Regions from separate parts of the Mus musculus genome. Here region 2 is linked to region 1. A link is a contact called in public Hi-C data. All regions are on one chromosome and are shown on one strand. Each heading gives the region's core, a stretch centred on a gene start, on an enhancer-like site or on the middle of the called end of the contact. The rest is flanking DNA. Distances are from core to core; before and after follow the strand shown.

What was found. A called contact is a pair of places that touch in the nucleus more often than the background predicts.
Region 2: a contact with region 1 is called in a Hi-C map of liver, with 2.8 times the contacts expected there. The contact joins two enhancer-like sites. A contact is called at or near these places in 4 of 484 Hi-C or Micro-C datasets (cerebellar granule neurons, liver and nephron progenitors) and 2 of 115 datasets of contacts at active chromatin or transcription factors (embryonic stem cells and extraembryonic endoderm stem cells).

Annotation. Positions count from the first base shown.
Region 1 is chr3:27,489,584-27,492,755 of GRCm38.p6, reverse strand. Fndc3b (fibronectin type III domain containing 3B) reads left to right here. Exons shown (of 26, transcript NM_173182.3): 10 at 1,593-1,731. Among named protein-coding and RNA genes, the nearest start is that of Gm32738, 8.7 kb to the right of the region's middle. Within about 2 kb of position 1,700, at least 15 of the 459 cell types and tissues checked have an H3K27ac peak or open chromatin away from gene starts, as enhancers often do. A contact at or near this core is called in liver, where this site is marked.
Region 2 is chr3:27,605,921-27,609,092 of GRCm38.p6, reverse strand. The region is part of intron 3 of Fndc3b (fibronectin type III domain containing 3B); the gene reads left to right. Among named protein-coding and RNA genes, the nearest start is that of Mir3092, 23 kb to the right of the region's middle. Within about 2 kb of position 1,477, at least 221 of the 459 cell types and tissues checked have an H3K27ac peak or open chromatin away from gene starts, as enhancers often do. A contact at or near this core is called in liver, where this site is marked.

The sequences.
Region 1 (3,172 bases), core at 451-2,950:
AGTCCTGGCTGACCTAGAACTTGGCCTTGAACTAAAAACATCTGCCTAACTCTACCTCTGGGATTAAAGGTGTGCGCCACCACACCCGCCTCAAGCTCACAACTCACAACTCTTAGGATATTCTCCATCACTGAGGGAAGTCAAGACAGGGACTAAGACAACAACCTGGAAGTAGGAACCATGACGTAGGAGCGGAGCAGAGGCCATGGCGAAGGCTGCTTATGGTTTGCGCTTCCTGGATTGCTCAGCCTGTTTTCTTACACTGTGGAGGGACCACCTACCCAGGAATGGCAGTGCCCATAGTCTGATGGTAGGATTTTCTCTCGGAGGCTCCCTCCCTCTTCTCAAATGGCTCCAGCTTGTGCTAAGTTGACAAGGAACATCACTAAGACAATAGCCCAGGCACCTTCAAACTCAGATTGCCCCGAGACAGAATCAGAGGCATGCACTGCTGTGCTCAGGATCTCATTGTCCCCCTTTGTGGTGATCTTAGTCTCATCCTAAAATGTGTAAGTGGCTCTTGTATTTAAAGACACCAGGTCCCTTTCCAACAGCACACATGTATCCTGGTCTAAGTACAACCATTAAGACTTCAGCTGGGGAATTCTAATATAATAAAATGTAAGCTAGAGCCTGACCCTGTCTAGAACAAAGTACGGTTCATTTGAGTCTATCCTGACACAGCAGTGATCTTGCTGGATCACTGCCATGCCCGTTTGGCCCTTCACATCCCTCCTCAACTGTGTGCACAGGGCAGGCAGCCTTTGCTCTGCCCGGCTGGGCTGGGCAGGAGCATCGTCACAATCAGTATCATTCATTTGCCTCACGCTATGATGTCCTCCCCAGGGCAGGTGACACAAATACAGGACGCATTCTCCTGTTGCCTTTTGGTTTTGTTTTTTGTTTTTTGACCCTACAGTCAGGCACATGTGGATGCTGAGCCAAGTGCTTCAGAGTGCAGAGAGAAAAGCATTAATCTTGGTGCTGCGTCTGGACATTAAGTAGGCGTGTACATGCACTGTGTGGGAACCCTGGCTTTGTTGAATTGGAGAGAGATGCATTTGGCAGTAGCCAGCAGGTTTCTAGGGTAGAGCACCTGTATTTTTAGCTCAGTGTACACCATGCCTGAGCAGTTCTGAGGTGTCTTTCACCTATCGCCTTGTTCCTCTGTACGTTCTCTGCAGCCTATGCGCTCCGGTCAGTACGCAATGTCACGTTTCACTCACACCCACTCACACCCACTACTGTACTACTTAAGCCTTCCTAGACGGCCAAGTCAAGCTTGTTGGTTTTTAGAATGTATGTATGGAAGCTATTCAGGGACTGAAGGTCACTTTCTTATGTAGAACATTCTTCTCCAGTCAGCAGAGTTACCTCCATTGCAGTGGGACTGAGAGGGACTCACTGAACGGAATACCTAATGAGATGGTTGTCCCTGTAGTTGCCCAGGGCTAGGTCAGGGCAAGGCCACAGAGTGCTCTTGGGTAAGGCGCTTGGCTCAGCCGTGAAGCCTGTGGATGAGGCAGAGATCAGAAGCTTGTTTTCGGGTCTCAGGTGTCGATGCTCACCCTGTCTGTCTGTTTCCTTTGCAGGGTATATGCCGTGTACAATTCTGTCAAGGGATCCTGCTCCGAGCCAGTCAGCTTCACCACCCATAGCTGCGCACCAGAATGTCCCTTCCCTCCCAAGCTGGCACACAGGAGCAAAAGTTCACTTACCCTGCAGTGGAAGGTGGGTAGTTCAAAGTGCCAAAAATAATGTTCACGGCAGGCAGTGGCCCTTTCAAATATTCCGTTTTGCAATGGGGTGTGGCTTCCTGTGTAATCACTGTGTGAACCTGGTTAGGATGCATCAGAAGTTGCCATACAAGCCAAGCGGAAAAGGTAGAAGGAAGGGTCTGCCAGGTCCGGAGTGGGCACCTTCTCAGGACCTTGGTAAATGTATCTCCTGATGTATCACAAGTGATAGAAATACTTAAAACACCTCCATTTTCTACTACTTTAGTGCATTTTTACAAATTTTGTAAACTTCAGAATGCAGTTTGAAGCTTTAGAGATAAAGTAGGATTGAGTTCTTTTGCATTCGTCCTAAGCTGAAATATAGTTAAAGCGTCCCAGAATATATTGTGTCCTATACTCTATTAAGGTTTCATTAATTTTCACTAATTAGTCATTAGCTCAATCAGGATTCCTATTTTTAACAGCCTGAACTCTATGTAGTGCTTCAGTATACTGTCTAAAAATAACCATCGTCTAGCGTGGTCCTAGGGTGGGCTCTGCCTTTAACCTGTTATTCACCGGTTGCTGTTCTCACGGAAATAGATGCTCATTATCACCCTTTACAACCCTTATTATTTCTGTGTCTTGATATCTTAAAATGTAGTTAGAGCGCGTCAGATAGATAGATGGAGGTGCCGGAGGCTTATGGTTCCGGAGTGTGGAGGGGTGAGGGGGCTTGGGAGAGAGGAGCAGCGTAGCCAGGCTTCTCCGCACCCTGCTGGGTGGCCGTGTGCTCAGAGTCAGTGGCTGACATTGACTGTGTTAGTGGGGCAGAGGAAAAAGGTTGAACCGGCTTAGAATCTGAACTTTTTTATTTTCCTTCCCGGCTGCCAGGGATAACACAGGTCAGTGACCTTTTCAGAGTTTTAGCACCCGACTGGTCATCACCGTTGCTCAGTGCCTCAGCAAATGTGCATCCATTTAAAAAGACGCTCACCGACGCTAATATAAACCTAGCTTCTCCAAAGGGAAGAACTAAAATCTATTGCTTTTGATAAAATACAAGAAATCGGAAGATTACCAGAGGGACCCCGGGGTCTTACAAACTTAAAGTTGGGAATCACTGAAATGTCTATGCTCTCTGCTTGGGTGGCATTCGGGTCTCAGGGGGACCAGCAGCTTCCAGAGAGGTCACTCGGAAACAGAGATACCTTCTTGTTCCATTCAGTTGTCTGAAAACATAACTATGCTCCTGGATTCAGCCCAACTTCTATTTAAATGTACTCCCAGGGAACTGTGTAAAGGCATGCGCACCAGAGACTGTCTCTGGCAGCTGTCTGTTCTGGGCTCCACAGAAAACTGAGAGCCAGAGAACGTCTGGGGTCCTGTGAGTCAGCAATGACATGGGAGAAGACCATGACCCAAAGATCCCACCCTGGGGATTGTGAGAATGG
Region 2 (3,172 bases), core at 228-2,727, 120 kb before region 1:
TCCTGTTTGGTTTTTATATGATTGTTTCAGCAAATCCTCTATGCCACTGATTTTAAAACACTTTAGTTTACAAACTGTCAAGGAAAACAGACCATCTATTGAACTGAGTCACCATTGTCTACAGCAAGCTGTCCTTCCCACAAAAGATGTTAAACTGAGAGAAAGATATTCCTTGGTATCAAGAAAAGAGACTAAGTTGATTTTTCAGTCTCTCATCTAGATTTAATTAGACTTCAAAATCACAAACTGCTGTGTGTCTTTTTTAATTTGGTGTTTGCATAATCATTTTATATGTTTGTGTTTGTCTAAACAAAAAAGGAATTGTTTTGGATTGTTTCTACATCCCAGTTGCAGAAATATGACTGGTTTGTTTAGGCATTATCATCTTTGAACACATGTAGAAGCCCATATTCTATGGCACCCAAGCCCAGCATTGCCTTCCTTTACTGCTGTCCACCTTGTTTCTTGAGGTAGAGTCTCACTAAAGCAGAGAGCAAGAGGAATATGCCCCTGCCTGTGTCCTCCACCAACCTGCTCTGGAGTTAGACAAGTACTGCCAAGCCCAACTCCTCCTCCTCCTCCTCCTCCTCGTCCTCGTCCTCATCCTCGTCCTCGTCCTCCTCCTCCTCCTTCTCCTCCTCCTCCTCCTCCAGAAGTATATACATATTGACATGTAGCCACATTTACACTTAGTGGGCGTGCTGTGTGAGGGGGCATGTTTGTCAGTGTTACGGGTTGTATCTATTATGTTTTACCTAGCCTCTTTGTAAAATCTGTCTTTTACGTTATAAAGCTTCTAGAGACTTCCATCGCTCATCTTTGCATTTGCTGGTCTAGCACATATTGGTTGCCACAGATGGGTTCGATTTGGACTTTAATGAGGCAGCTTCATGAATACGGGATTGTCCTTCATTCAGAGTGTCTGAACAGGGTGGCTGACTTGTTGCTTGTCATGAATCCGTCCTGTGAGGTGTCACCTGGCATCTGACATGGCTTCTTTGTATACAGTATTTACTGTGTGAGTTCAGAAGAAAGAAGAAAGACCCGCACTGACCACTGTTCTGCGTCAGCCCCTTAGGTCAAGTTTTCCACCCTGACTCATGCCTATCAGGGCTGCTGAGATTGGTCGGTTGGGTTTGTAGAATTTCCTCTGTCGGGCTCGGGAGCCAGAAAGCCACGATGAAGTTTGATTTGGCTTGTGGCAGCCTTTTCCAAATACAAATTTGGAAGTAGTACAGTGAGTGCTCTGAGGGGAAAAAGAGGGGGGATTACTGTAACTACAGCTATTTGGGGAACATTTAGAAACGGGGAGACAGAACCAAGGTGTTTGGTGTCTCCCCTTAAGCTCTTGTTGCTGTAATGTTCAGAGGCTGCCTTCCTCTAGGCTGGAGAAAAGCCACAGAGGCAGCCTCTGTCTTAGGCTGCGGGCTGCCCTGCTCCAGACAGCCTTGAATGTGACCTGGCAGCCAATGCTGCTTCCTGCTGACGTGGCCTCCTGCCACTGAGCAGAACAGAGCACCTCAGTGTGCTGAGCGGGGAGCCAGGAAGGTGGGCGTCTCCAGCCAGAGAAGGAGCAAACAGGGAGGGAGAGTGCCTAACTGTTCAGGTTTCCCTGTAGATAGACTTGAAAGACACCTTTCTTATAGGAAGGGAGGAGGAGGGAGACTCTGGGGAGGGTGATGACTGCCCCAAGAATCTGTGATTTGTTTGCCTCTAGGGAGGGGTGCTTATCAGTAGGCACAAACTTCTGGGGTGGGGTGATACCCCGTCTGCCCTGAGAGATGTTGGAGAAAGCTGGACTGCATGCTGTAGGCTTCCCAGGCCACACACTTGCTGGGGGAGTCTATCTGAGCGCTCAGACATCCTCTGCAGTGTGCAGAAAGATTGGGGGTGGGGGTGGGGAGGCTGGACACAGTAGAGATACTACAAAGTTAACAAGTGGAGTGTAAGTCTCTGTGAAAGAAGCCCGGTCAGAACTCAAGCCCAGGATTCAGAAGCTGCAGGCGCCACTCACTTGGAAGACTCAGAAGTTGTGCAGGCTCAGGTCGCCCTGGTGTGCGGTTTCCACCCACGGCAGCAGCTACCAATTAGATACTTCTTATGTCCTTACATTTCAGCTGGCCTTCAGTACCAGCATGTTTATTTGAACAAATCCAGAGACAATTCCTTGGTGTCCTCTGCTTTAAGAGAGTTAATGTGGACTGTTTCTTTCGTTGTTCTCACTCTGATGCCCACGGAAGGTTGAGTGTGAAGGCTGGCCTCTCTGAGCTTAACCTGCTTCTCTTGCTCCTGTGGTGACCCGTGGCATTTCTCTCCTGACAGCCCTGGGCTCACAGGCTACAGTACTGAGAAACCACTGATGTGAGCCACCTTTTTCATCTTGTGGGTGAAACTGTCGCCTCGGGCAGGGCCATATTCTACAGTAGTGGCTTTTGTGGAACCTCAGACTGAAAGCTCTATAGCTTTTTCTGGCACAGTTTTGAGGCGGCATTGTGGTGGCAGGCTAGAGAGAACCATTCAGGTGTTTTCAGGAGTTCAGTTGATGTGGCAGGAATATCAGAGATGAAGAGATCAGGGAGATAGCCCTGCCATTAGAATGCTAGCTTTGCAAATGGGAGGACAAGGGCCTAGGCTCAGTACTCCTGGGAAAGGCCGCCCAGTAGAGTGCATGTAATTCTAGCAGTGGGCCATGAGGTAGAACACAGGCGGGCAGGGTGTCATTCCCGAAGACTGCTGGCTGGCCAGGCTTGCTGGTACAGTGAGCTCCAGGTTCAGGGAGAGATCCTGCCTTAAAAATGAGATAGAATATAATATTGAGGGACAACCTGCTGTCAGCTTCTGGCCTCCACATGCATATGCACACACCAACATAAGACACTCACACACACACACATTGAAGGGGAAGGGGAACATTTGAAAAGAAGAGACATCAGTACTGTAAGTTATGATCACTGCTGGGTGTGGTGGAGCATGCCGCAGTCTCAGCACTCAAGAGGCAGAGGCAGGAAGATGTCTCCTAGTTTCAGACCAGCACAGGCCTCCAAAACAACCAAACAAACAAATAACAGAAATTGATTGGAATTGGAAGCTTTCTAGGAAAATGTTAACTATATAACTATAGTCTTATGTAGTTAGTCAAGAGGGGAGGGTAGTGAGGTCAAGAGAGAAGTGA